7 separate regions of the Sus scrofa genome follow, and all the other regions are linked to region 1. A link is a contact called in public Hi-C, promoter capture Hi-C and targeted proximity ligation data. All regions are on one chromosome and are shown on one strand. The core of a region is the stretch at or near the end of the contact, and the rest is flanking DNA. Distances in the headings are between cores, read along the strand shown.

Region 1 (3,913 bases), core at 566-3,065:
CCATCCATAGACTATATCTTAACCTGATACAGTCATCATATTGTAGCTTTTGGAAGGGCTTGTTCTGCCCAAGAGAAGTTCCTCCTTACAGCTGATTCTGCTGTCTACCATTTGCACGTTGGTGCTGTTTTGGGTGCTACCTCCTGCTGGTGAGGCTTCGTACAGCACACAGATGGAACCATCCTCTCCAATTCTGTAGGACACTTCGTAAGGGTCAACCCAGAGAGTGAGTTCACTTGGGAGAAGCCTGAACAGCTCCTGACTGCTCAGTCCAATCCGCTGTGCTGCCTGTCCAATCAGAGGATCCATTTTATGGTTGATGCGAATACAACGGTAACCTGATCCTTTGCACGGCTTTTCTGGGAACCAGTGGTGTTTATAATGTTCTATAGAAGAAAAAAAACAGAAACAGCGCTTAGATATCGTTACTGCTGGCTCCCGCTGTAGTTTCTTTCTTCGGCTGGCTTCGTTGAGGGAAAATGCAAACTAGCAACTTTCTTTAAAAAAAAAAACAAAAAAAAAAACCCAGCATTGAATCCGCGGCTGTCCATGTAAGGCGATGGGGAATGAGCGGGCAGGGTTTGAGAAATAACAGTAGTACACCGTACAGAACAATCTCCGGGAACCAACCGGTTGAGTTGCCAAAACGGCAATCCGGCGGGCAGCCTCCGCCAGCCGGGCAGCGGGGTGGCACCGGTGGCCAGGCGGGAACCTGTTTACTTTCTCCACCCCACCCCAGCCGCACACACAATGGGGTTTATGGCTTCGAAGAGGAGCGCCACTGGACTGTTCGCCCCGAAGGGAATGGAACAAGCCATCCTAAACCACGCTCTGGGCAGGGCAGTAATTGTACCGGTGACAAATCCGATGATTAATGGACAGGGGTAGGAGGCGCGGAGAGACTGCACGTCCGGCCCGGGCTGGCTCCCTGGCAGCGGCGCGCCTTCCCATCCCGTGGCCCGGCCGTCGGGCCCGCAACGGTTAGACGGGATGGGGGGGAGGGGGCGTCGAATCCACCCTAGCCCGGCGGCTCCTTTGTCCCCCAAATGCGCGGACCGTCCGAGGACGGCGGCTCCCGCCTCGGTCGGCTTCAGTTTCTTTGTTGTGCGTCTGTTTTCCTGTCCCCTTGGTCTGCCAGCCGTGGGGGGAGGGGGCGCCCTTGGCCCACCCCCAAACCCTGTCCCGGACCCGCCGTTAGCGGCAGCCGGGCGCGCCAGTCACGGTCCCGCTGCCGGAACCGAGCGCGACCTGCCCACAGTGCCGCCAAGACTCCCGCGTCCCCGACGGCCCGGCCCAGAGATGTGCCACCGCGTCCCTCGGCGCCCCCCGCCCTGCCGCCGCCCGCTCACCTGCCAGCAGCTCCTGCAGGCTCTGGCTGAAGGTCTGCAGCTGTCGCTCGCTCGTGAGCCCCTTGGTGCGGAGAAACTTGGAGATGAAGGACACGGCGGCGGCGATCTCGCCTATCATGGTGGCGGCCCGGGTGTAGAAGGGATGCATGGGGGCGGCAGGCGGGGGCGGCCCGGGGCGGCCGGGGCTCGGCGGTGCGGCCCCGACGGCGGAGCGGCCACCCCGGGCTCCCTCACAGGTCAGTGGGCTGAGAGGGGGAGAGAGCGTGAGCGGTGGACGGCTACTTTTTTCTCCTCCCTTCTTTATAGTAAAAAGTTATTTTCGAGACAGGAGGCGGCAGGAGAAAGGAAGAGACGAGCGACGGCGGCCTGGTCACATCGCTCGGACCGCCCCGGCCGCCTCCGCCTCCAGCTCCGCAGCCTCCGAAGCTCCAAACACTTGCATTTCCAGCTCAGACGGGCAAAGAGATGCAGCGGCCGTGCGGCACTTTTTATAGCGCAGAGAAAAGGAAGTGGCGTAGCTGGAGCGTGACGGACGACTCCAGCCAATCCGGAGATCGCACCATTGTGATGCAAGCAGATTCTGAGCCGAAGGGGGCGGGAAAAGGGGCCAGGGGGCGTGCCCAGAGACCGGGAGGAGAGGGAGGAGCTGACGTAATCCGCTTGTAAACAAATAAACCCCCGAGTGGCGGCCCAGCGGGGGGGAAAACGGGATGGAGGAAACAGAGGGTGCGCGTGTGAAAGCCCCGCCCCTAGCCCTAACTCCTCCTTCCTGCTCCAACAACTCCTGGAGCTGCGCCAGCGCATCCTCTGCAAGCGTTCGCTGCCTGGGCTCGCCTCGAGGAGACAGAGCTGTGCAGATAAAAGCAGCCCCGCTCAGGCTGTCTACACGCGCGCCTGCGGCACGGATCTGGCCTCAAGGCACCTGCCGGCTCGCGTACTCGGTGTTTACAACCCGTCACCACGCTGAGTCTACGTGCCTGGCTCCACAGGAAGGAAGAGCATACAGAGCAGCGGGATGCGGGTACCCGTGCTGAGGAAGCTGGGAGTGCGGGGAAAAGTGGAGGGAACCGGCTCTCGCGGGGCATCCTGCAGCTTTCGGAACCCAGTTCTCACAAACATGCAGCCAACGCCTCGGAGCCGTTTCCCTTCCACCCTTGCGGAGGGTTGGGGCATGTCTTTGTCAAAGTTTAATTGCAAAATAAATAAAGGTTAGTAAGCCTTTTGTGGTTGCTGTTTCAGTAACTTGAGGAGTCAGAGAAAAGTGGAGACCTTACTGACCAGCTTAAAACTGATAAGAAAGGCTGCTATTGAATATAAATGTAATTATAACAAGTTTAGTAAAAGAAAAGAAACCTATATAATGCATTTTACATCTTTTTTGCACAAAACAGAAGGTTGTTTCCTTTTTTTCCTAATCCACTGAACTGTTTGAGCCTTAGAGTTCTGTTGCTCTTTATAAAAACAAGAAAATAAAGATAAAATTTGCTCAGATATTTGTTTAGTTAAGCCCTACTTGCTGAACTAGGAAAAAATAGGAAGGCGTGAACTTGCTAAAACGATTAGGCCTAAGAGAGGGTTAACCAGAACTCCATTAAGGAGGAGAAAAAAAAGATGGTGAGCCGGCCAGATGGAGAAAGCAAACAAGAGGCAGAAGTTGAACTCTACCAGATGGAAATAAATATCCTGAGCTTAGCTGGTCATCAATATTGCAAAACACACCACTTTGAGGTTTTGTTTTGTTTTGTTTTAATACTGTGCCAAAGGGTATAGAAATGAAGCAAAAGTAGAATTTGCTATAAAGCAGTAGAAGGAAAAATCTTATTGTTCACATGAAATATGTAAAACTGGGCTTGAAACAACTTTGAGGTTATTTTTTCATTCACACAAAATAATTATGTAGTTATATGTGAAATAAATACTTTAAGAAATAGTATTAAAAGCATGACTTGTGAAAGTACTTTCATTGGATAAAAGCATCAAAAATAATGGTAATATTTCCTTCTAGAACTTTTCACATAGAACTGTGCTTATAAATAAACGTGGTGGTAATTATTTCACTAAGGATGTGAAACCTCTTTTACTAATGAAAAAGGAGATAGGGAAACAGGAGTAAATCCTTAAAATTACCATAACCCTAGAACAAGATTTTCTGATATCCTTCTAAACCCCACCCACCGTTAATCATCTGCTCTATTCACTTTCCTTAATCATCAGTCATTTGAGAACTAGAATAGAAATCTGTTGACCTCCAAGCCTGGTCTCCAACTTGGACTCCCAATAATTTTGAGCTTAAATTGACTCATCTACAAAACAGAAATAATTGTTAACAAAATACTAGGATCTAAACTCAGACGCGTCTCCCAGTCCCTATTTTTCTCCACTGCTTTTTTTTCTTTCATTGACATATACTTGATGTACAAAACCATGTTAGTTTCAGGTGTACTATGTGATGATTTGACATTTGCATACATTATGAAATGTACACTACTTTTAACAGCCTTCTTTCTATGCAGAAGCTGAACCCTTTCTGAAATCTTTTTAAAATCAGTTGAATAGAGTGAACA
Region 2 (3,913 bases), core at 820-3,319, 380 kb after region 1:
GCTGAAACCATTTCTCACAGGTTTCTGTCCTCACCCTCCTCTCCCTGCCGCCCTAGTTCACTCAGCTTGGGGTGTGCCATGTTCATTACACTCAATAATGCACATCGAATGAATCAAGTCACAGAAAATAGACCTTCCACCAACTCCGGTCTCTAACAAACAAAGCCAGCCCAGAAGAGGCTCTTAGTGCTTGGCCATGGATGTCTTAGAGCATCCTGAACAAAGAAAGTGAGATGGCTGCTGAAATCCACTAAAACAATTACAAGGGGGTTTTGTTCATCTTTTAATAGAGCAAAGATATTTAATTACATTTTTAATAAACTATTTGAATTAAACATTTAACAAGTCATAGGGTAAATTAGGGAAGTTGAATAAGTCTGCCACAAATTTTTCAAGCTCACTTTGTCCAACAAAGTAAGTTCAGTGTCTTTCTTATAAAGTTAACTTTTGTGTCCACAAAGCTTAGGACATAGCAAATGCTTACTGAATGAGTACATGAAAAAACATGAGGAGTTGCCATCATGGCTCAGTGGTTAACGAATCCGACTAGGAACCATGAGGTTGCAGGTTCGATCCCTGGCCTTGCGTAGGCGTTGCTGTGAGCTATGGTGTAGGTTGCAGATGCAGCTTGGATCTGGTGTTGCTCTGTGGCTGTGGCGTAGGCCAGTGGCTACAGCTCCAATTAGACCCCTAGCCTGGGAACCTCCATATGCTGCAGGTGCAGCCCTAGAAAAGACAGAAAGACCAAAAAAAGAGATATGCCCTACCTAGACTATCTCCAATATCAGTGATGACTCTTAATTATGGTTAGTGTGTAAACTGGTTATCTCTGACTGTGTAACAAATCATTCCAAAATGTAACTGCTTCTGGAAGTTCCTGCTGTGGCTCAGGGGTTAACAAACCCAACTAGCATCCATGAGGACATGGGTTTGATCCCTGGCCTTGCTCAGTGGGTCAAGGATCCAGCGTTGCCATGAGCTGTGGTGTATGTTGCAGACACAGCTCGGATCCTGCGTTGCTGTGGCTCTGGCATAAGCTGGCAGCCACAGCTCCAACTGGACCCCTAGCCTGGGAACCTCCATATGCCGCAGGTATGGCCCCAAAAAAGACAAAAAAAAAAAAAATGTAACTGCTTCAAACAACACTTATCATGTCACAGTTTGAAACAATTAGAAGTTTGATGTGTATCTGAGTTTAGAGAATAATAGGTAATATTTATTAAGCACTAACTCTATGCCAGACTATTTCAGCAGCTGTATGTATTTATTTGTTTAATCTTCAGAACACCCTGTGGTGGTTACTCGTATTAACCTACCCTACAAATGCAAAAAAATGGGCATCGTGAGGTTGCCTAACTCAATGAAGGTCATACGGCCAATAAAAAGCAGGCCTGGGATTCAGACCCAGGCAGTCCAGCTCCAGAGGCCAAACTCCTAACCTCTAACAGACTGCTTACAAAGATAGGAAAAATAACAACAATCTACTCTTTGAAGATGAAGCTAATACAGTGAAGGCTCCCCCTCTCATCACTGTCATATATAGGTTACTTCATCTCCCCAAGACAGATGATTAGATTTGCAGAGACCTATCGTCCCAATGAGCATGACGGCTGCCCGTATTTGATGGTGAAATCAGTGGCCATGGGTCTGGTTTTCACGAATTAGCTCAAAGGAGTTCCAACCTATAACCTTAATAGTATTTGAACCAATGGACCAAACTGAATCTTATTCCATGTAAAAGATAAAGGATGCATTCATTAATGTAAAAACTGCAACCAGATCTACTGATAAAATGCCTAAACTCCTAGGAGGAAACAGTACCTACCCTCTCAGACCAAACAAAGACTAAAGGTGCTGGCAAGCCATTTAAAAAAGCCAATCTCCTATAAATGAGGGTCTTTATTCCTACCCTTCCCCTCCAAGAAACAGGAAAATCTCTCTCTCTCATTCTCACGGATATTTTGCACTAGAGGAAGCAAGTGCATGTTTTTTCGATCAAACCAAACAGGGTGGTAGGAACAATGGGTCTTGAGCAAGGAGGACTGAGTTCACGCCGCCAACTTGCTGACTCACTGACACAGCTCTTCACCACTCCTGGCAGCAACTTCCTCATTACAATAGCAAAAAATAACGAGAAATTCCCTGAGTGTAAAAAATCGACGATCCCTAGAAATGCATATACAATTGCCACTTCTTTTATTCAGGTGATAGATGCTATCATGCTTTGTAAGAGTCTGCTTATTAGCTACACAAGATTAAAAAATCTCACAAAACAGGATATGAGAATGTATCATTTATCAGAGGCCAGAGACAATGTCAGTTCTGAGAAAGACAGCAGCATTCAAAAACCCAAGACCTGCAGAGAGTTTCTCATTACTCTACTCTGTCACATGGCAGGGGAGTACAATACTAGATGACAACACAGATTCCACCTCCCTGCCCCCCTCCCACTACGTATTGGTCATGGAACTGGGGAGGGGGGCCCTGGTCACAAGGGACGTCTGAGAGCAGCAGCTGCTGAGGAAGTCAGAGCCCATCTTCCTACTTCGACTCATGGATATATGGAGCCAAATATGTTTTTGTTTAAGTTTTGTTATGAGAACTGCAGTGACGGGGATGAAGTCTATTAAGTAATAGGGAAAGAAGAATATGAGAAATAGAACCCTGCTGACATGACAAGTAGGAAGGGTTAGAGGCGGCTCGGGAAACGGGGATCACCACTGAGACTCCACGTCTGACGTAAGGGAAACATCAGTGCCCAGGGAGCGGGTGTACCTCGTACCTAACTGAACGATTCTAGGTAAGTCATCCTACCCCCTGTTTATGAAATGAGGAGGTTTTCTAACCGAGTCCTTAGCACAGTGGTGTCTCATGGAAAAACCAGGTGGGTGGAGAGAGACACAAACCCACGAGGGTCCTGCTCTCAACTCCCCACTTCCTCTTCCGACACAACCACTTTTGCTTTTCCCTGTTTTACACTGAAGTTGAACAAAAAAAAAAAAAAAAAAAAAAAAAAAAAAGTTTATTTTTTAACTTGTGCTATTTTAAAGAATAAAGTGTTTGAAAACACCTAGGCTGGATGACCTCAAACATTTCCAACTCTTTCCATGAGTCTACCCACATATTAACAAATAAGCAGGCATTCACTTGCTATCTCAATTCGTTTTCACACTCCTAGCAAACATCTCAGGGTAAATTCACAGCCATTCTTTGAATCTGACCTGTTTTTCCTCTTGTTCAGCTGTGGATTCTGCAGTTCCTTGACAAACACTTCTAAGTTATAAAAATCACCATCTCTCTCCACTAGAAAATGAAGTTGTCCACCACGTCTTCTGGCCATAAAACTGATGTGACTTTTTCTATCAACTTCCTCAACTCATTATTCCCCTTCTGCTTCACCACGTTCATAATGATGATGGTTATTATTCATGAGGGCATGGCAGAATCCCTGGGTGAGCATCCCTACCACCACACCTCAGCCTTTCCATCTCCGCTACCTGAGCAGAGCTTGGCAGCACCCTTCCCCATGGTCCGTCAAAATGTTGCCACTCTCTGATGAGTCCAGACTAGTCTTCTGTTTCCTTGGCAACCCAAAATACTTCACACAGTTAACAGAATCTTCTTTTGGGTAGGAAAGCAAAAGGCCTCCACGTGCTGGGAAAAGTTCAGATACGGGAGAAGAGACGATAAAGCCAAATTAAAGTAAAATGAGTAAACAGCAAAACAGTCTTCGTGCCTAGAATAAAATGAGAGACACTGGGAAGGGCCCACCATGCCACCAGGTGCAGCCATATAGTTCGACTCCATGGCAGTTAGGCCAGTCAGACCCACAAAACCTGCCCAGTCTTCATGAGGTTGTTTTCTTATGCCTAATGGATCCCAGAGCCCAACTGTGTCGACATCCCAGAGGGCA
Region 3 (3,913 bases), core at 401-2,900, 350 kb after region 1:
AATGTTAATCTTGACATTGTAGTGATAGAGATTATAAGAGGTACCGACTGGGAAGGAAAAGTGGAGAGAAAAGCTGAGAAGACAGGGATGCGGAGTTCCCATGTGGCTCAGCGGAAAGGAATCTGACAAGCATCCATGAGGACGCAGGTTCGAACCCTGGCCTTACGCAGTGGATTAAGGATCCGACGTTGCCGTGAGCTATGGTGTAGGTCAAAGACTGGGCTCGGATACCGCGTGGCTGTGGCTGTGGTGTAGGCCAGTGGCTACAGCTCTGATTTGACCCCTAGCCTGGGAACCTCCATATCCCGCAGGTGTGGCCATAAAAAATAAAGTAAAAAAATAAATTAATAAGGATGCAAAATAAGTTGTACATTGTTAAAAGAAGAGGTGTTTCACATAAAGCTGCAAAAGGAATAAGTATTTTATCTAAAGGTGCAGAGGTAACCAATACAAGCCTGAAGTAGAGATAAGACTAAGGAGGTATTGTGTGACTTAAGTTATATTCTCATCAATCAGCATAGGAAGATAATCTATAACATCTAAAACTAATAACCCAAGATTTAGCAGTATAAGTAGTGCTGAGACATATATAGGTAAATAACCAAAACAAACAAACAAAAACCCCACTATAAAATGAAAATTAGGGAGTTCCCAATGTGGCCCAGTATGTTAATGATCTGGCTTGTCTCTGTAGAGGCGCCGCTTTGATCCCTGGCCAGGCGCAATGGGTTAAGGATCTGGTATTGCTGCAGCTGTAGCACAAGTCGTAGCTCCGGCTCGGATTCGATCCCTGGTCTGGGAACTTCCACATGCCATCGGGGTAGCTGAAAAAGAAAAAAAAAGAGTTATGCTATATCTGAGAAGAGACTGAAGCTAAGAAGGAGTAGACAGAGAACTACTGCTTTTCAGTGCAAGTGCTTTTATCTTTTTTTGTTGTTGTTACCATATGTGGTTTCTGCTTTGATAAAAATGTTTAAAATTATTAATATAAAAATACAAATGCGTACTTTTTTAAAACATGTGACCCACTATTATACACAAATTCATCAAATTTATGTAAACATTAAGGGACAAAATCTCCTCCTACAATATATTTAATGCTGATCTTGACTTCAGAATGGGGAGATGCTCACTTTATTTGATAAACAGTCACTCCCTCTCAAGTGTTCCAAAACCAGCAAGATGCAAAGTATCTTCAAATGTCCCCTCCATTTGGAGACATCTGTGCTCATTGATTTACAATGTGCACGCCTGCCTGATTATTTTATTATGTCACTTGCTACGGCAGGAATTATTCATTATCATTCACTAGCAAGCTGAGAACACATGGGGCTGATATCTTGATTAAGAACCCTAAACCTAAAAAGGATAAGTACCTCGCAAATTTAAAGGCAGATTTGACTCCACAACCACCATCCTTCTTCATCTGCCTTTCACAGACATTTATCACCAGGAACTACAGGTACATTTTGCGTGGAATGTCCTTTGTGAGCAGCAGAGAACAAAGGGAATTTCCTGCAAAATGATGCTGAAACACGATCGCTGATGTCTATTATCTTGCCAGCACCTTGCCTATTGAATATCGTCCCTGTCTATTACTCGGATATTGTTTCTCTGCATGGATAAGACAAAGATGGGAAATCCACTTAAGTGCTCTAACAGTACCCTCTGCTGGCTGAGTCTGAGCTGAAGAGGTGACTTGTAACAAGGCTTAGTCACCCTGACAACATGTGAAAGAAGAAAAGAAAGCAAGTCAAAAACTACAGACCGGGACATGAAATGCAAGCACAAAAATCAACCAATTTCAGTTACAGATGAGGAAATGGACATCTTGGCGTCATATCACATATATGATGCATATGTACTTTGTTAAATCCGAAGAGAATACCTTGCTCTAGCAAAAGGTATATCTTAATGAAGGATTTTGTATATTACATTCAAATTCTCTGCTTCACAAGATGATTCATCACAAGTTCCCCCAGTGAGTTCCTTTAGTACTCTCAACGTGTGACATGATTTACACTCTGTCTTGTGGGAACATGCTAATTCTGTAAAATAAAGTGGTTTCTTGCATCACAGCCCAGGACTCATATCATACCAGAGATGTCTGCATTACTTGACATGTTTATAAATGTTTAGGAGAAGTTCAAAATTAATTTGTGTGCTCTTGCTAATACGTAAGGAGCCCTGGTTTGGAGATGGCAAGACTGACTTATCTGACCTGGGAAGGAATGAGTAACACACGTTCTCTGGGGCGAGGACCACCTTACATCTATTTTGCTTAATATGGTAGACATGCTTAATAAATTGGGCAGCAATTAAAAACAGGTAAGTCCTACATTTGGAAGGATAGAACCAGCATTTTTTATATCTTTGACTAAAAATCTATTGTAGACTCAGCTCTCCATGCCTATCAAGGTGGGGGGTTCACAATGTATAAAGCATGTCCTATTCTCACTGAGCGTTTGAAGTTGACGAAGTCAACCTATTCTAGGCCACTGACCACTGGGGCACAGGACTCGTTTTGTCTCCTCCAAAGTGGGGGGGGGAGTTGCCATCGTGGCACAGTGGAAACAAATCTGACTAGGAACCATGAGGTTGTGGGTTCCATCCCTGGCCTTGCTCAGTGGATTAAGGAGCTGGCATTGCCATGAGCTGTGGTGTAGGTCGCAGACACAGTTCGGTTCTGATGTTGCTGTGGCTGCAGTGTAGGCTGCAGCTATAGTTCTGATTGGACCCCTGGCCTGGGAACCTCCATATGCGGCCCTAAAAAGCAAAAAAGAAAGAAAGAAAGAAAGAAAGAAAAAGTAGGAGTGGGGGGAATTTAAATGTCCACAGGCACCAAGAAATACGGCACCTGCTGAGTTTGAGGAAAAGCAGATGGTTCTCTTGGTCTAAGTTTCATTTGTAATCAAGACAGGGATACAAAGAAATAATTCTCCCGCATACGGAATGCAGCAGTACCAACATGATGACAGGTGGTAAGTGAAGCTTGCTTGAGGGGCAATAACGAGGAGGAAGACTGAGGAAACGGCAAGTGTGTGTACCACCTAAAGTGGTCACACACTCAGTGCTTGTCACTGTTGCCACGAAGCTCTGAGGGCCAAGGGTTGTCCGGTCTTATGTTCTTTAAAGGAGCTTGAAGTCAGAATATTTATGCAACATTTCCTCTTTGAGGCTCAAAATTTTCCAGAAGAGTCTGTAAGCCAAAACAAACATCTACAAACTAAATTGATCCCCCAGGCCAGCAGCGTCTAATGACCACAGGCGAAAAGTTCTTTCCTTCTGCTTCCGGCCCTTGCACATGCCCTCCACGCCGCCAGGGGTTTTCTTCTCCAGTTTCCCTCCCTCCTCCCAGGTAAGGCCACTCAGCCCTCTGGTATTGACTCAGTCGCCACTGCTCCCAGAAAGTCTTCTCTGATCTGCGGGATCAGATCCTCTCGGGATGGACTCCCACAGTTTTGTACATTCTCATCACAGCACACAGCACGATCTGTCACTATATGGTTTTGTGTGTGTGTACTTGTTTTTTTTTCTCCTCCGCTGTGATGGCAAAGGTCATGTCTCTTGTGTTGAAGAGCCTACCACCCATCCTAAGACAGGCCTTGCTAAGTAGCAGCTGAATAAACGTGTAACGACTTTAAAGTAACTCTTCAAAGGTGTAGCTAAACTGCTCGTCTACAGTTAATAGCACATGAGCCCTTAGATATGGGCTTTGGCGGCAGGAAGGTCTGGGTTTGAACCCCTGAGAGCCAACCTCCTGGCTCTGTGATGTTCAGCGGTTGTCGAACCTCCCTGAGTTTGTTTCCTCACTCAAAAAATGAACCTGCTACATTTGTTCGGACGACTAGAGATAATGCATTCATTATGCAGAACAAACACAGAGTCAGTGCTCAAAAAATGTTGATTATTA
Region 4 (3,913 bases), core at 887-3,386, 330 kb after region 1:
CATTTATACCTTTCAGGGAGTGGAAGATGGTGGTGGAGTGATACTGATTCACTCTCTGTATCAGCATCAAAGGCCATTTTATAGACGTAAAATCTAGACAGTCAAAGGCACGGAGAACATGTCAGGCATAGCAGTGGGATGAGAGCTCCAAAGTCCTGACTCGTGATGTTTAGTTATCATGTTTACTCTCAGAGTATCCCACTGTGAGCCCATGGAACAGCTCTCCAGATGGGGACAAGAATCACAGACAAGAGTGGAAAGAAGCGGTAGTCTGCAAAGAGATTTTTTAGGTCACAAGCAAATGACTAAGAAAGATGAGTACTAGCTTGTCTGGGGAATTATAAATCCCAGGACCTTCAGGACCTGCCGTAATGTAGTAGCTGTTATTGACTGGGTGCTTATTGTGTGCCAAGCATCGCACAGAGAGTTTAACGTGGATTATCACATTGAATCATCAAAGAAACCCATGAGACGGACACTTTTATTAGCCAATTTTACTAATTTGAGGTCCAGGGAGATTAAACTAATTTCCCCAAGTTATAGTTCGAGAGTAGCAGAGCTGGGATTTGAACCAAGGCCCAGAGATTTCACCATACCATTACTCAGTTTCCCACAGCCACCTCCACCTAACTCTGCAACCAAGGCACCACCATGCCTTGAAAAAAATGCCCTGCTCCAGCCAGATGGCACTTCCCTTATGCCCCTGTTGATTGAGCCTTCAGTTTGGTCTGTCTGGTCTTAACCCTCCTCTCTACTGTGGAAATCCATCCTTCAAGCCCTAACTCAAACACCACTTTCTAGCAATTCCATTCCATACAGAAAATCCTCCTCTCGGAATCCATATAAAAGGTGTCATCCATTCCACTCATCAGGAATCTTCATTATTTAAAAATGTAAGCGTCATTCATGCATTCATTCCATGACATATACATGCAGTGTCCTTTCTCCTCAAATGTCTGTCAACAGGGAGAAGTTGAGAACTACATTTTTTTTTTTTTGCTATCTTTCAAATTATTTATCAATGTACAAACTTTAAAGGTCAAATAATGTGGTTCTGTACAGTGGCCATGCAAATGATATGACATTAGAGCCACATCGTAGATTTGATGGCTAAATTGTCCTCCTCACTTATTTCCCAAGCATTTGACCCAGTCTTCCCCAGTATGAGTTCCCTTTTGAAAGATGTTTGCCCTCATATGACCATAACATTCTGTCTTCTCTTTTTCCACACTGAGATATTAGTAACTATGAATGTGTGAAGGGGCATATATATGCGTGTGAAAAACAAGTTTTGAAAAGGCAAAGACATAAGATGATAGCCCATTGCACCTGCATTAAGCAAGCACCCAGGGTGGTGTTACTTGGAGGCCAACCAGCAAACCTGCCTGGGAAGCGAGCCACTTTCTCAGGCTGCTGCTCAGCCTGGTGTGTTGACAACCTTGGGAGAGAAGACGTTAATTGGGGTCATAAAGTACTCTCTACCCCCATTCCCTCTGAGCTGCTTGCTTACAGTCTGAAATCGCTGAACAGGTTCTGCAGGGTTTTCTTGTCCATTTGCTCAGCTTGACTCAAAAGGGAAAGTCCCAAGTTCACCCAACTGTAAACAGTACCTCCCAAGGTCAAACTGGTGAGTCTGCACAGCGGTTAGGGGCAGTGAGGGTGGGAGGGCGCTTCTGGATGTAACAGATGAGAGAAACACATTGCCCGTGGAGTGTCCTGCATGCTGCACAGAGGGAAAAAGTGAAGAGCAAACAAATCAGGAAGAAGAGTGCTCACAGTGACTTCTTATAGTTTTCTGGGCAAATATGAAGGTGGATGTATTAAAAAATAATTAGACTTTTGACCTTTGCTTTATCCACTGTGACTTTTTCTGTCATTATATAAATACTATTTGAAGTTACAAAGAGCACCAGCCCTTGGCTAGTAAAGCTAGATATTAGCAAAAGTTAGTTAAGGAAGTCAATGAACTAGCCAGGGTTAGGCTGTCTTGAGATAAATACATGAAACTGAGCTCCAAATGCATGGCTCTGATATATTCAATTCACTGACAGGTACTGGGCACTACTTTGCACCCTGCCCCTGGGGACAGAACACTGAACAAGTTCAAGCTCTAGTCTCCAGGAGCTTGCAGTAGGGACAGAGTAATAAACATGCACAAGGTCACCTAGACACAGTTAAGTCCAGACAAACACAGAAGGCAAGAATGAGAAGACCCTGATTTTTTTTTCTCTTAAATCGAACTAGAGTTGATTTATAATGATTTGTTAGTGAAAACCCTCTTTTCAATGCTTGAATTTTTAAAAACACTATTCACTGATTTTTTTTTAAGTCTAAATATTTGAACTTCAGGCATATTTTTGCCTTTTTCTAGCTATAAAATCTGAGTCAAATCACAACACCCATTGGACCTTTCGATTTCCCCATCTGTAAAACTAGAGTGTTGGTTTAGACCAGGGGTTAGCAAACGACAGCCTGAGGGCCAAATCCAACTCCAACCTGTTTTGTAAATAAAGTTAATTGGAACACACCCCATGCCTGTTCATTTACATATTGCCTAAGGCTGCTTCCATTCTAGTTAATGCAGTTGTGACACAAGGTTCACGAAGCCTAAAATATTTACTATCTAATCCTTTACAGGAAATGTTTGCTGACCTCTGGCATAAACCATCTCTAAGGCCTCTTGCAGAGGTTTACAAGATTTATGTGGACAGACGAAAGCACTCTGAACACTGAAGATAACCATACAAATGGAAGGAATTATCAAAAGGTGCTTGTTGGTTCCAGGAAGATAACAGTTGTGCTCGCTCATTCTCATCAACAGCAAATATTTAAGCCAATGAGTCTCTCTTCTGGATTCATATAAGAATCAATTAGAGATTTTTTTTTTTAAATGTCAATACCCAGGACTTAGTGTGTAAAGTTTCTAACTTAATTGGTATAGAGTGAGGACCTGGTATCAGCATTTTTTAAAAACTCTCCAGAAAAATTCTAAAATGCACTCAGGGTTAAAAAATGCTGATTTATTAAAGGCTTGAACACAATACTATGATTGACTTTGAGACTATAAGAAGTAATAGTTCTTTAAGTAATTTTAGATTGGGTTGTATGAGCTTGACATATAACACAGTTAATAAAACATACATAATAGTATTGCCGTGTTAAATAAGCTATTTTGGTAAGTGGTCCCCAAACTCAGATCTTCAGAGTTTTACAGGGCTGGAAGCATAGGAATTGTCCTAAGAACTTGTTAAATACATGGCTTTGGCAGCCCAGCCCCAGAGATTCTGATTTGATATATCTGGGAAGAGAGCCAAGCATATATATATATATATATATATATATATTTTTTTTTTTTGGGGGGGGTCTTTGTCTTTTTTTTTAGGACCACATCAGCGGCATATGGGTCTATTTGGAGATGCTGCTGCTGGCCTATGCCACAGCCACAGCAACATAGGATCCCAGTGGTGTCTTCAACCTACACCACAGCTCACAGCAATGCCGAATCCTTAACCCACTGAGCGAGGCCAGGGATTGAACCTGCAACCTCATGGTTCCTGGTTGGATTCGTTTCCGCTGTGCCACGAACTCTGCAAGCATCAATATTTTAAAAGCTACAGTGATGAGTCCATTGAGTAGCCAGGCTTGTGAATCACATCTAGACAAATTACTGGCATAGGGATTCAGAATTAGATAGAGAACTCTTAAAGATAAGTCCCTAAACTTTTTATCTTTGACTCTATAAAGTCTAGCCCAGCATCTAGAATTTAGTAGGTATTTGGCAAATGTTTAATAACTAGATCTTAATTTAGGGAGTGACCAGTGAGTGTTTTGGTGTACAGAAACACCGGATTTAGGGATTTAAGTTTGACCTTGAAAGAGATAACATGAGACTCATGTTCTATATGTTAAATGA
Region 5 (3,913 bases), core at 774-3,273, 290 kb after region 1:
GACTTATTGGTTCACTTCTAATGAGTAGATTGGTGCTTACTCATACTTGCTACGCCATGAATGAATCTTGAAGACATTCTGCTAAGTAACAGAGGCCAGACACAAAAAACCATACAGTGTATGATCCACTTTATATGAACTATCCATAATAGCTGGGTTTTGTTTCTGTTTTTGTTTTTTTCTGGTGTGTGTGTGTGTGTGTGTGTCTGCCTTTTGGGGTTAAACCCATGGCATATGGAAGTTCCCAAGCCAGGGGTCAAATTGGAGCTACAGCTGCCAACCTACACCTCAGGCACAGCCACACCAGGTCTAAGCTGCGTCTGTGACCTATACCACAGCTCATGGCAACACTGGATCCTAAACCCACTGAGCAGGCCAGGGATCGAACCTGCGACCTCATGGATACTAATCGGATTCATTTCTGCTGAGCCATGACGGGAACTCCACCACTGTCGTTACTTTTAAAGGTCCACTTCCCCAACCAGTTGTGAATCCTACAAGGAGGGCCCATATCTTATTCAACCATTTCCCAGCCCCTAGCAGATGCCTTGCATTTACTGACACTCAATATAAGGACACTAAAAAAAGAAAGTTAAGTAGTATCCTCCTGGATGACAGTCGGATTTGTTTCTGCTGCATCACAACAGAACTCCAAAATATCCATAATAGCTAAATCCACAAAGATGAAAACATTTAGTGGCTGCTAGGAACTAGGAAGAGGGAGAAGAGGGCGTGTCTCCTAGTGGATACTGGGTTTTCTTTGGGGGTAATGAAAAGATTTAAGACTAGATAGAGGTGGGGGTAGCAAACACTGGAATGTACAAAACACCAGTGAATTGTACACTTTAAAATGGTTCAATTTTTGGTTCTGTGAAGTTCATCTCAATTAAAAATCAACAATAAGATACTGTAATTTTAATTTAAAAAATTGTTAAAAAGAATGTCATTTCTGAAATTAGGTCATAAAAAATGTGGCTTGTGTCTTGGGTGTACTCATGCTCGCTCTTGGATCAGTCATCCTGCAGAAAGTCACTGCTATGTTATGATCTAGCCCTGTGCAGAGGGACCCAGAACTGCCAACACCACATGAGTGAGCTTGGAATTAGATTCCCCATCTCAGCTGAGATTTTGGATAAGATCCAAGTCCCAGCCAACAACTTGAGAGAAATCTCATTTAAAATTCTTGAGCCTAGAGTTCCCGTCGTGGCTCAGTGGTTAACGAAACCGATAGCATCCATGAGGATGTGGGTTTGATCCCTGGCTTCACTCAGTGGGTTAAGGATCTGGCGTTGCCATGAGCTGTGGTGTAGGTTGCAGACGTGGCTCAGATCCCATGTTGTTGTGGCTCTGGCGTAGGCCGGCGGCTTCAGCTCTGATTCAACCCCTAGCCTGGGAACCTCCATATGCCACCGGTGTGACCCCAAAAAGACAAAAGATGAAAAAACAATTCTTGAGCCAAAATTACCAGCTAAGCCACATCCAGGTTCTTGACCTACTGAAACTATGAGATAAATATTATCTTCAGCCATTAAGTTTTCGAGGTAATTTGTTATGCAGCAGCAAAACAGATAATTAATGCATTGACCAAAATACTGGATGAGTACAGAGATAATCATTCCTATTAAATATGCCAAGGTAATAAACAGCCTAAGAATATTCTTATTCATGCCTCACCTAAACTTCATTTTATAGTTTAAAAATCTGAGGCTCCAAAAAGTGAAGTAATGTGCTCAAAGGCTTGCAGGTAGCCAGCGGCAAGCTGCGGAATCCAATCTACCTCACTCTTTCTAAGTAGGAGATGTGTCTGGAGGGACTATGAGAGGAACTTTATGGTTGCTGAAGGGTTTATAATTAGCAGAAGAAATATCTGAAACAGTAGGTTGGAATCAGATTGAGGAAGGCCACCTTGAGGCTAAGGAGTTGGTGCTAAATCTTAGAGAACAGGAATACAGATTTTTTTTCGTAAAGGGACGATATGATTGAAGCGTTAGTTTGAAGACATACATGGTGTCAGTTTACAGGATGAAGAGACTAAAAGAAGAGAGACCTGTCAAGCAGCTAGCTTTGGTGAGTGGAACAAAAGAGGAAGGAGAGGAATCTCCCCAAAGAAAAATCAACAGGACTTGATGAATAATTTAACAGAGACAAGGGGAAGGGAGCTGGCGAAGAGGAAGCCTACATGATAAGGAGAATGATGCCGCTACAGAGACTGGGAGGTCAAGAGAACTGAGTTTGAGGGAAGCAGGGAAGAGGAAAGAGAAACTGAATTTCAACTACATAGTTGGATTAGAGGCAACAACATGTGAATGTGTAACTAGAAATCAGGAGGAGTGCTGGCCAAAGACAATGATGAGATTAATTTCCATCGAGGGAATTCCAATCTTGGGAGTCCATGACTTTTCAAGGAAAGATGAAGAAGAGCAGTAGAGTAGACACGATTGGTTCCCAACCCGTTTTGGATTTTGACCTTCCTACCTGACCTCTTACTTGGTTCCATGGTCACCCTACCTCCTCTCAGCCACAAGCCACTCCAAGCTGTTTCTGGATTCACAGAGTGGATCCTCGTCAGTATAAGCCAATAAGAGTCACTCCCACCCTGTGGGAAACGTGCCAGAGACCCACATCCACGTGATGAGATTTGACAAGTCCATTGGGAAGCTTCTACGGAGGCCTGACAGGAGGTGGCCTTCTTTGTCTCTACAAGTTGTTCTGTCTTGACATGAAATCGGGAACTTCTCTGTCATCATGGGGCCCTGGAAGTCCAGGCTTCATTGGGCACAAGCATCCTATGATATAACCAGACACCAAACCGTGGGAAACTACTTTAATTCAAAGGTCTGGAAGAGGAAACAAACCAATGAAACACAGAGAATGACTGGTCAGGTGCTAGGAAGACAAAGAAAATCGAGGTGAGCTCGGAAGTCAAGGTATCAGGAAATTGAAAAGAAGACAGATTTCAGCAGGGCTTAGACCCAGCTAGGGCTGAGGGCTGAGAGGGAACCCTGGGAGGGAGCCATCCTTTCAGACCCTCCTATTCCGGATTCTCGAGATGATTCTGGGATCAGCAAGAGGATGTTTCTGAACTATTAAACACATTCTCTTTTGAAAAAGTAACATGCACATTAGCCAGGCTAGTCATTCAAAAACCAGCCTCAGTTCAGATACTATGCAGATTCACCCTGTTGGTGTGAAAATATGGATTGAAATGGACTCTGCTACTTGATTGAAATTAAGCGTGATCACACTCAGCAGCCCCAGGAAGCTCTCCGATTCAGACCTCAATTGGAGAGGCTTTGCGCCACAGGGAGCTGGGAGTCTCAGTCATAAAAAAAGAGAAGGGTTTCTTTCTCTGGGATTTTTCCCTGTTTTCAGTCTGAATCCCGAATGAATGTTCTTTCTCTTCCATGATTCTTTTTTTTCCTGCTTTTGGCATCTTGCTCTCACTTTTCCCTCACAGTTCTCTCTCCCTTAGAGAGAGTGTCTGGACTCTTGGGCCAGCATCGCATGTGATTTCACGGAGCTGTTGGAATTAACTAAAACTTACTCTTTCCCAATAAATCTCCCCCAAGCTGCCACACAGCAGCTGTGAATCCCCAGCATGGGATGTGGCTGAGGTACTGGGAAAAGCTGGCTGTGTTCCCCAACCTCGTGCATCCTTGGTCCCAGAGAATCAGCAGAACTCTACGGCTCTCTAAACACAACCCTTTATCTAACCTGCCCTGCAGATTTGGTACGGAGATTTCCCAGGTGTTTGGGCTGGGTTTACTTTGAGAAAAGGGGAAGTGAGAGAGACAAAGTTCAGAGAATGGTGATCAAATACAAACCATGCTAGGAGGCAAGATTCAAGACTTCAGGAAATGCAAACAAAATCACTGAGGATTGTTTAGGCAGCAGTTCCTTAGAAGGGGAAGTA
Region 6 (3,913 bases), core at 716-3,215, 300 kb before region 1:
ATTTTGCAGTGCTTTCTAACTGGTACTTTTCCTTCTTGTCTCTCATCCACTTTCAGTGGTGCCAATCACGATCGAAATAAAATGCCCTTCCCTCCAACTTATTTCTAGATCTGCGTTTGACACACTTCAATCCCTATTACTTTTTACTGCATTACTCATTAGCCCACCCACAGCTTCAGCTGGCTCTTCAGACTTGACCACTGGCATTGCTTTTTGCTTACTTTGGATGCATTCTTTTACTGTGTTTCAAAACCTCCCTATACTGTCTCAAGTTATCCTACCCTGGACAAGGACTACTAGGTCTGGACCTTAGTGCAGTGGAATGTTCTCTTGCCAAAAGTACCCTGGCCTACCAAGAAGGATCTGGTCTACCCTGGACAAGGACTACTAGGTCTGGACCTTAGTACAGAGGAATGTTCTCTTGCCAAAAGTACCCTGGCCTACCAAGAAGGATCTGGATATTTCTTGCCACTGAACTGGTTGTTTCTTTATGCCATGGATGTTTTGTATATGCCATTCCTTCTATCTTAATGTCCTTTCCTTCTTCCTGCTGGCAGGATCACCATTCAAGAATCAGTTACTAAAAGACAAAAAAAAAAAAAAGAGTCAGTTACTGTATTGCTTTCTCTTATAAGCCTCCCATGGGCAAAATAAAAATATGAAGACAGCCCTATAATATTTTTCACTGCATAGCAGTAGTATAATACTTGTCACAATAATAATAATAATAACACAATACAATAATAATGCAATGGCATAAAATTTATTAATGCCTATTATTTGCTGGTATCTGTGTTAATTACAGGTATTACATTGGCCTGTGTGAATTAATATTCAAACTATAGACTTCCTGAGAAGAATCTGTTCTCTTCTCATTCAATATCTAACATGTAGTCTAATTTAAGGCTTCATGATTGGTGTTCAAAAAGTAATTTCTGCACTGAATTAAATTAAATTGTTTGGGACACACTCAGTTTACCATCTTTCTTTCTACATGGTTCACAAAACAGTAATTCTTTCATATTATGTCACTTAACACATTAAAATTTCCAACTTAATTCTTGCCTGAGATTCCTTCTTCCAAACAACTGGCTTCAGTCTTGCATAACAATTCAATTTGCCCTAACTATAGCTTTTTGTCTCCACAATAACAGCTTCCAGGACAGCAGAAAGAACTTTAGAACTTGTTATTCCAGTAGGGATTGGTGAAGGTAAGGGCAGAGAAGAGCAGGAAGAAGCCTCATCATGTTTGGCACATGGAGTGTTTGCTGTACTTTCTGTAATGTGTGCCTCTGTTTAAGTCGAGGATTAATGTATTGAACAAGCAAACAATTGCTCAACTCCCTGGGTAGCTGGATCTCATTCAGTGTATGACAGGTAACTGTCATTTGAATCTGAGCTGAACTTGTTGGGAAATGCCTGTATGGCTTGTATACAAAGTCTTTTTTGCTCACCCAGGTTGAAAACATTTAGTTGTCTGCTCATGGGAAACTGAGAGTCTGCCTTGCCTCCAGGCACTGAAGCCTGAAACAAATTAAGTTTCCATCTCTCCTCTGGCTATTTGGGTTTGAACAACCTCAAAAGCAGTCTAGTAAACAAACAAGATTCCACTTGAGTTGCAGCCCTATTTATAATCTAAAGCCAAGGACTCCCAGACCAGGCTGGGGCATGTTAGATCTATAATAAAGAATCAAAGAATTGCAATGTAGAGGTAGGGGTAAGGCAGGGCAGTGCCGTTGAATGAAAATGGATGTGGTTGTCAATGTGTCTCCATGTGAAATGGAGGTCAGAAAAGCTGGGGAGTGTTCAGAAAGGGATCTGTGTCACAGCAGAGTGGCAGTGGGCCTGTGTCAATTAAAGAGCTAAGCCAATGTGAAAAGCATGTTTTCAACAAGTAAATAACCCTATTTTAGGAGACTGATTGCTAAAGCAGCTTCACTGCCTAATGGGGCTAGTCAGTCATTCAGCGTATATTTGCTGTCTGGCCTTGGAGCTGGCACTGCAATACAAGCAATGCAGTGGTAAGCCCCGTCCTGGGGCTCCAGTATTTTCATGTAGGACACTAGCAGAAAGGAATAGAAAGAGATTTTTTTTTTAAACCCTACAATTTGTAATAAAGGCCTGAAGGAAACAAAAATGTTGAGCTGTTTCTATTCATACAGGTACTTGGGGAAAGAGCACAGAGATATTCCGACCTGTATCTGTAGAGTGCTCTCCCCACCAGAAAACTCCGAACACACATGCACTCACTTGAGACTCTGATCTTTGTGATACCTCATCTGAGGTCTGTTCCAACCATAAGTTTTTACTACCTTGGACATTTTCATCATTCAACATGGGAGACCAGAGGGTCTGAATTATATTTATGAAGAACATAATTCCCTATTGAGATATGGTTCTAAGCTCCTAGTTTAATAGTTTAAATTATTTGGATCAAGATGATATAAATCACATAAAGTAAATGACTGTCCAGTTTTTCTAGTTCATTCAGTCTGGGTAGCCTGAATCCTGATTGCCTAATAAAGGTAATAATTATAATGTCACCTTCACATAGACTGCAGTAACTCTGCTTCTTTTATAAAGATATAATTGTAATGGGAACAACAGGAAGTTACAAGAAACAAAATCATCATTAAAAGATAAAAACCTAATAGTATCACATAGAAGAATCAGTCTCTACGGACAGAATGATCTATATATTATGTTAATGAAACAGCATCTCTCTGAGGGAACATTCCTGCCCATCCCCTCATCACAAACAAAATTCTAATAAAAGCTGGATTTAGAAGAGGCAAGTACTAAACTGTGTGCCACACATCCTGCGATTGCTAGTAATGACATTAGATTGTAAATCCTCCAAAAATAAATTTCCATTCAATTGCTATTTTTAAGCATGTACAATAGATTCATTATGCCTTTTATTTCTCCAGCTGGAAAAATTAAAAAATTAAACAGATAAAATCAACTTTAGCTTTTTGAATTTTTTTATTCTCTTGCTTGGTTTTTAAATGAACCTGTGGTATACAGATTTGAATTAATTTGTGAGTCGTGACACAACTTTCAACACTGATCCATGTGTGAGCCATCTTTTATTTTACTTAGTTGTTTGTTCACTCATTCATTTCAATAACTAATAAATATCTGTGAACCCAACATCCAGGCCAAGAACTAGAACACTGACAATTGTTTAAATGTATATTAACATACTCTTCTCTTCTGTCCTCCTGTCTGTGGCTCCAGTGCAAGTTATCCGTCATACTGACTTTTGTACTTTTATTTGCATTGTTTTTGTTGTTGTTGTTGTTGTTGTTGTTGATAGGCTAACTAGACTTGCCTAAGTTTTATTAAAAATAGCATATGCTTAAGCAAGTTTTTTTAACATTGAGATTTCTTTCTTTTTTTAAAGAGGATTCAAAGAAATGGAAAGATATCTCATGATCCTGAATTGGAAGAATTAATATCATTAAAATGGCCATAATACCCAAAGCAGTCTAAAAGTTTTGTCCAGATATATGCCCAGAAGTGCGATTGCTGGATCATGTGGTAGTTCTATATTTAGTTTTCTGAGGTACCACCATACTGTTTTCCATAGCGATTGTATGAATTTACATTCCCATCAACAGTGGAAATTGTGGGATTTTTCTCTACACCCTCTCCAGAATTTTTTATTTGTAGACTTATTAATGATAATCATTCTGACCGGTGTGAGGTGGTACCTCACTGTAGTTTTGATTTGAATTTCTGTAATAATTACAGATGTGGAGCATTTTTTCATGGGCCTGTTGCCCATCCATATGTCTTCTTTGGAGAAAAGTCTGTTTAGGACTTTTGCCCATTTTTCAACTGGATTGTTTGTTTTTTTTTTGCAGTTGAGTTGTATGTGTTGTTTGTATAATTTGGAGATTAATCCCTT
Region 7 (3,913 bases), core at 564-3,063, 260 kb before region 1:
GCGTTCCTCAGCATGGCTCTCAAAGTCCTTTACACCAAGCATCTATATCCAGAGGGGTATATGAGTTTTTTATGGTATATGATTGCATTTACTACTGAGACCACCTCTATGAGGTTCATCCCATTTTATAGGTGTAAGAATTTATATCTGTGAAGGGACCCAACTGTGGATGGATAACACGTGGCAGGGCTCAGAAAAGACTCAAGTTTTGGACCCCAGTTTTTTGGGGTTTTTTCCTCCACTATTCCCGCTGCTTCCTCTGTGATAGGAATAATACTAAAACAGTGACAAGATTTCAATCCCCTGCAGATATGCCCTGCTCTGATACCCTCCTTTGAATATGGGGCAGGGATAGTGAATATTATGGTGTATCTCTAGTTATGTACCACTTGACTCTGAGCTAATTTAAAGAGAGAATAGCCTGGATGGGCCACACCTAATCAGGTGAGGTCTTTACGAGACAGGGGAAGTGTTACGGGGATGCCCTCCAGGTGACCTCAGAAGTGAAACAAATTGGCATGTTGTGACAGAGCCTATGGACCACCCATGTGGCAAGGACCTGAGGGTGACCTCCAGGAGCTTAGAGTAGTCTTCAGTCAATAGCTAGCAAGAAAAAAAAAAAAAAAAAAATTCTGGATCATACAGCCTCAAAGAAATGAATTTAGCCAACAATTCTGTGAGCCTGGAAGAGGCGCCTCAGTCTCCAAGAGATCATAGGCCCAAGCAGCTCTGCAATTTCAGCCTGAGCAGAGGACTCAGTTAATCCACAGAAACCTTGACATAAAAAACATGGGATGTTTTAAGTCACCAAGTCTGTGATCATTTGTGATGTAGCCATAGAAAGTAAATAACCTCTCCTCTGTCCCTTCTTTCCCTGTTCCTCTCAATGCTGCAGTCTCAACTGTCCTTAGTTTCCTAATTAAAACTGTACTTCCATGACTGTGGCTTTGCAAAGAATGCTCATATTGTCTGGAATGCCCGTTTCCTTTTTTCTGCCTCTTGAATATCACCCATCCTTCAGGACCCAAGTCAGCTCATCCTCTGCCAGAAGCCTGGACTGATTGCCCTAGGCTGACTACATTCCTTCCTGTTCTGTATTCCACTACACCCTGGGATCTCTCTCTCTCTCTCTCAAATGACTTAATTGAGAGCAAGAATTTAGAGTATTCACACTCGTGACACTTAGAATTTGGACAGTGCTTAGAACATAGGTGACACTCCGTAAATTGTTGATTAGTTAATGTACCTATTGTTTTCTATTCAAACGCTTCTGTTTATTCAACTTAATAAACATTTATTTTTAGGGCCTTTTATAGCTGCTGCAGACAATAAAAAGATGAGTAGATCGTGTTCCCTATTTCAAAGAGGAGGAATAAGGTTTGTACACAAACAATAATTACGAGAGGCAGAACAACCTGTACCGCAGAAGAACCCGATCAGGAAGAGAGAGATAAGGTCCACAGGATAGAGGCGAGCACACATATGGCTTCTAGCCTCAGCTGTATTTTGGGGAGCAACATCTTCCCATCATTACAAAGCGGGTTGGGACAAGGATGGGGAAAGAAACGGCTGCTCTTATCTCTCAGGGAGCTGGATAGTGAGCAGGGCTCCCGCAGCCCTCGCTCTTCTTCCCGGGCAGCTTGGAGCATGGCAGCGGTGCAAATGGTTGGAGGAAGAAGCAGGTCACGGAGGAAGGGAGGGTTGTTGAGCAACGTCAGCTCTCCCCTAAGACTCTGTGGACACCAGGGCCGTGGGAGAGACAGAGCCACGAAGTCTTGCTTGATGCTGCGTGTGTGGGGCTGCTCTAAGGAGCCCGTTCAACGGCTGCTGGTGTGAAACCCAAGGAAATGTCCCCACAGCGCTGATGTCAACATGCATCATGTGGGCCGCTTACATTGTGAGTCACACACCCACATCCTGTTGCCTTACAATCACATTAATTTTCCCTTTCAGTGACATATCAAAGAGGATGTGTCTTTTTCAGTTTGTTTCCAATAGATGTCTGTTCTTTTTCAGCAGAAAGGAGATGTGTACATGAGTTCTGCCAACGACCACCACATGTGGGCCAGGCTTATTTCCCTCATGAGGGCCAGGAGCTGGTGCCACACACCACATGGTGATTTAATACACTTTGTCATTTGGTATCACTTGAACACCCGCTTCTTTCAAAAACTCATCCATTTAGTTTGTACCATTCAGATAAACTTGCAGACAATGACAAAGAGCATCTGTAATATTAAAATCCACTTGTTCCAGTTGTTCCTCTGAACTTACAAAATGTGGTGGATATAAAGTCCCCGTTATATTTGACTCGATTCCATGGTTTTGAACCTTATCCACTTAATTAACCAAGCTGAAATAATCATCCGATTATTGGATTTGTGTAGGTGCTCATGGCAAGCCCTATTCTAAATTGAACTTCTTTTTAGCTCTGGAAGGAAGGGTAGGATGGAAAAAGAAGTCAAGACTTATTGGAAATAAACCAAGACTATAGAGAAACTTACCATTTTTTCTAGTGTGGAATATTTTCTCTGTTCTTACTTCTTAGAATCATGTATGAGCTAAATTTGATAGTAGCCTGGTTACCTGGAGGAAAGGTCTCAGAGAAGCACCTCTTGGCAGCCCCCTCACTGGGGGACTTTCCAACACTCGTCCCAGCCTCCAGTGCACTCATTATAGTGATGACACATGTCTTGGCAGAATGTCTCCATGTTCAGAAGTAGAACAGCTCCAATGTTCCTGATTCTATTTTAGACTTGTACTAAAGTTATCTGCCCAGCACAGTCTGACTTCTTTAAACGTCATCTAAATTTTTCAGACTTGGTTTGGTCAGCCTGCTAGTCTCATAGGATAAAGAGATAATATTGCCTTCCAGAGTTGGAGCCTAAATATTAGAGACTGTATTGTGAGAAGCCATAAATTTCCCCCAAGGGGGTCTCGTTTACAGTGGTAGGATGCTTATAAGGCCAGCATTGGTTTTCTCGCAAAATGGCATGTGAAACACAAGTTACAAAAATACACTCATGATTTGAAAGGTATCAAGGAGTTTTTAAAAATGTTCTACATTTTGTTTCTGTTCATTAACTGGTTTTAACTTTTCTTAGAGGACTTTTGTAATGAACCACTGGCTGGCCAAACTAAATACCAAAGACTGAAAAGTCATTTGTGATGGGAAACAGGACAAATAAAAGAGGTATTACGCAAACATAATCCTTAACTTTCACACGTTAATCTCTCAAAAAAAGGTCATCGTACTTTTATTCACTATAGAGTAACATCCCTTTTGGAAGTAGGTACATCAATTGATAAATAAAAAATATTTTGAATTTTCCAATGGGGGTACTTTTTCACTCACCAACAGTTTAAGTTTGGGAACTTTGTCTGTAGAGCTGAGGTTTTTTTAATCACATCCTGTCCCTGTTGTTTTATTAAATGAATGAAAGTGAATAAATAAAAATAATAATATTGTGAATTGTAAATGTTATAAATTCAATATGATTGAAATGGAGATAAAATCATTATGATAAAATCGTACTAGTTATTGCACTAAATCAAATCAACCATTCACTCAATTTTTTAAAAAAAGTAAGTCACCAAAGATTATTCTAACAGAGATTTTACTTAGGAAGATCATAAGAATTATCTTAATCTCTGAAAATAAACAAATATGTCTTTGGTTTTCATACTTTAGATTATTGTGCTTATTTTCAGAGACACATAATATACAAAACAGGGTATTAATTATAATTGTTTAAAAGCTGGAGATAGAAATCAGACAGATCTGGGAGTTCCTATTGTGGCACAGCAGAAATGAATCTGACGAGTATTCATGAGGATGTGTGTTCGATCCCTGGCCTCTATCAGTGAGTTAAGGATCCTGTGTTGCTGTGAGCTATGGTGTAGGCCAGCAGCT

What was found. Promoter capture Hi-C pulls out the DNA fragments that hold promoters and counts their contacts. A called contact is a pair of places that touch in the nucleus more often than the background predicts.
Region 2: a targeted proximity ligation map of alveolar macrophages shows a contact between it and region 1. A contact is called at or near these places in 3 of 5 promoter capture datasets (fetal skeletal muscle, liver and skeletal muscle), 4 of 47 Hi-C or Micro-C datasets (embryonic fibroblasts, epiblast stem cells, liver and 1 more) and 2 of 2 datasets of targeted methods (alveolar macrophages and skeletal muscle).
Region 3: a contact with region 1 is called in a targeted proximity ligation map of alveolar macrophages. A contact is called at or near these places in 4 of 5 promoter capture datasets (fetal liver, fetal skeletal muscle, liver and 1 more), 21 of 47 Hi-C or Micro-C datasets (adipocytes, alveolar macrophages, blood and 13 more) and 2 of 2 datasets of targeted methods (alveolar macrophages and skeletal muscle).
Region 4: a promoter capture Hi-C map of liver shows a contact between it and region 1, with 3 times the contacts expected there. A contact is called at or near these places in 1 of 5 promoter capture datasets (liver), 5 of 47 Hi-C or Micro-C datasets (blood, embryonic fibroblasts, liver and 1 more) and 1 of 2 datasets of targeted methods (alveolar macrophages).
Region 5: a contact with region 1 is called in a targeted proximity ligation map of skeletal muscle, with 6 times the contacts expected there. A contact is called at or near these places in 5 of 47 Hi-C or Micro-C datasets (embryonic fibroblasts, fibroblasts, mesenteric adipose tissue and 2 more) and 2 of 2 datasets of targeted methods (alveolar macrophages and skeletal muscle).
Region 6: a promoter capture Hi-C map of fetal liver shows a contact between it and region 1, with 5 times the contacts expected there. A contact is called at or near these places in 3 of 5 promoter capture datasets (fetal liver, fetal skeletal muscle and liver), 14 of 47 Hi-C or Micro-C datasets (alveolar macrophages, blood, brain and 9 more) and 2 of 2 datasets of targeted methods (alveolar macrophages and skeletal muscle).
Region 7: a contact with region 1 is called in a Hi-C map of skeletal muscle, with 2.4 times the contacts expected there. A contact is called at or near these places in 6 of 47 Hi-C or Micro-C datasets (embryonic fibroblasts, fibroblasts, heart right ventricle and 2 more) and 2 of 2 datasets of targeted methods (alveolar macrophages and skeletal muscle).

What each region holds. Positions count from the first base shown.
Region 1 is chr5:90,813,096-90,817,008 of Sscrofa11.1, reverse strand. BTG1 (BTG anti-proliferation factor 1) reads right to left here and starts at 1,815. Exons shown (of 2, transcript NM_001099936.1): 1 at 1,350-1,815; 2 at 1-386. The coding sequence starts at 1,497. The coding sequence ends at 19. The region is part of intron 3 of LOC106510428 (a long non-coding RNA gene); the gene reads right to left.
Region 2 is chr5:90,436,862-90,440,774 of Sscrofa11.1, reverse strand. It overlaps LOC110260821 (a long non-coding RNA gene), which reads right to left. Exons shown (of 3, transcript XR_002344330.1): 1 at 3,222-3,913. Among named protein-coding and RNA genes, the nearest start is that of PLEKHG7, 130 kb to the right of the region's middle.
Region 3 is chr5:90,460,413-90,464,325 of Sscrofa11.1, reverse strand. No RefSeq gene overlaps it. Among named protein-coding and RNA genes, the nearest start is that of PLEKHG7, 150 kb to the right of the region's middle.
Region 4 is chr5:90,482,719-90,486,631 of Sscrofa11.1, reverse strand. No RefSeq gene overlaps it. Among named protein-coding and RNA genes, the nearest start is that of PLEKHG7, 170 kb to the right of the region's middle.
Region 5 is chr5:90,522,391-90,526,303 of Sscrofa11.1, reverse strand. It overlaps LOC106510426, which reads left to right and starts at 2,023. Exons shown (of 7, transcript XM_021091262.1): 1 at 2,023-2,067. The coding sequence starts at 2,023.
Region 6 is chr5:91,110,178-91,114,090 of Sscrofa11.1, reverse strand. LOC102159120 (a long non-coding RNA gene) reads right to left here. Exons shown (of 9, transcript XR_002344338.1): 9 at 1-580. Among named protein-coding and RNA genes, the nearest start is that of BTG1, 300 kb to the right of the region's middle.
Region 7 is chr5:91,070,826-91,074,738 of Sscrofa11.1, reverse strand. All of the region lies in intron 3 of LOC102159120 (a long non-coding RNA gene), which reads right to left. Among named protein-coding and RNA genes, the nearest start is that of BTG1, 260 kb to the right of the region's middle.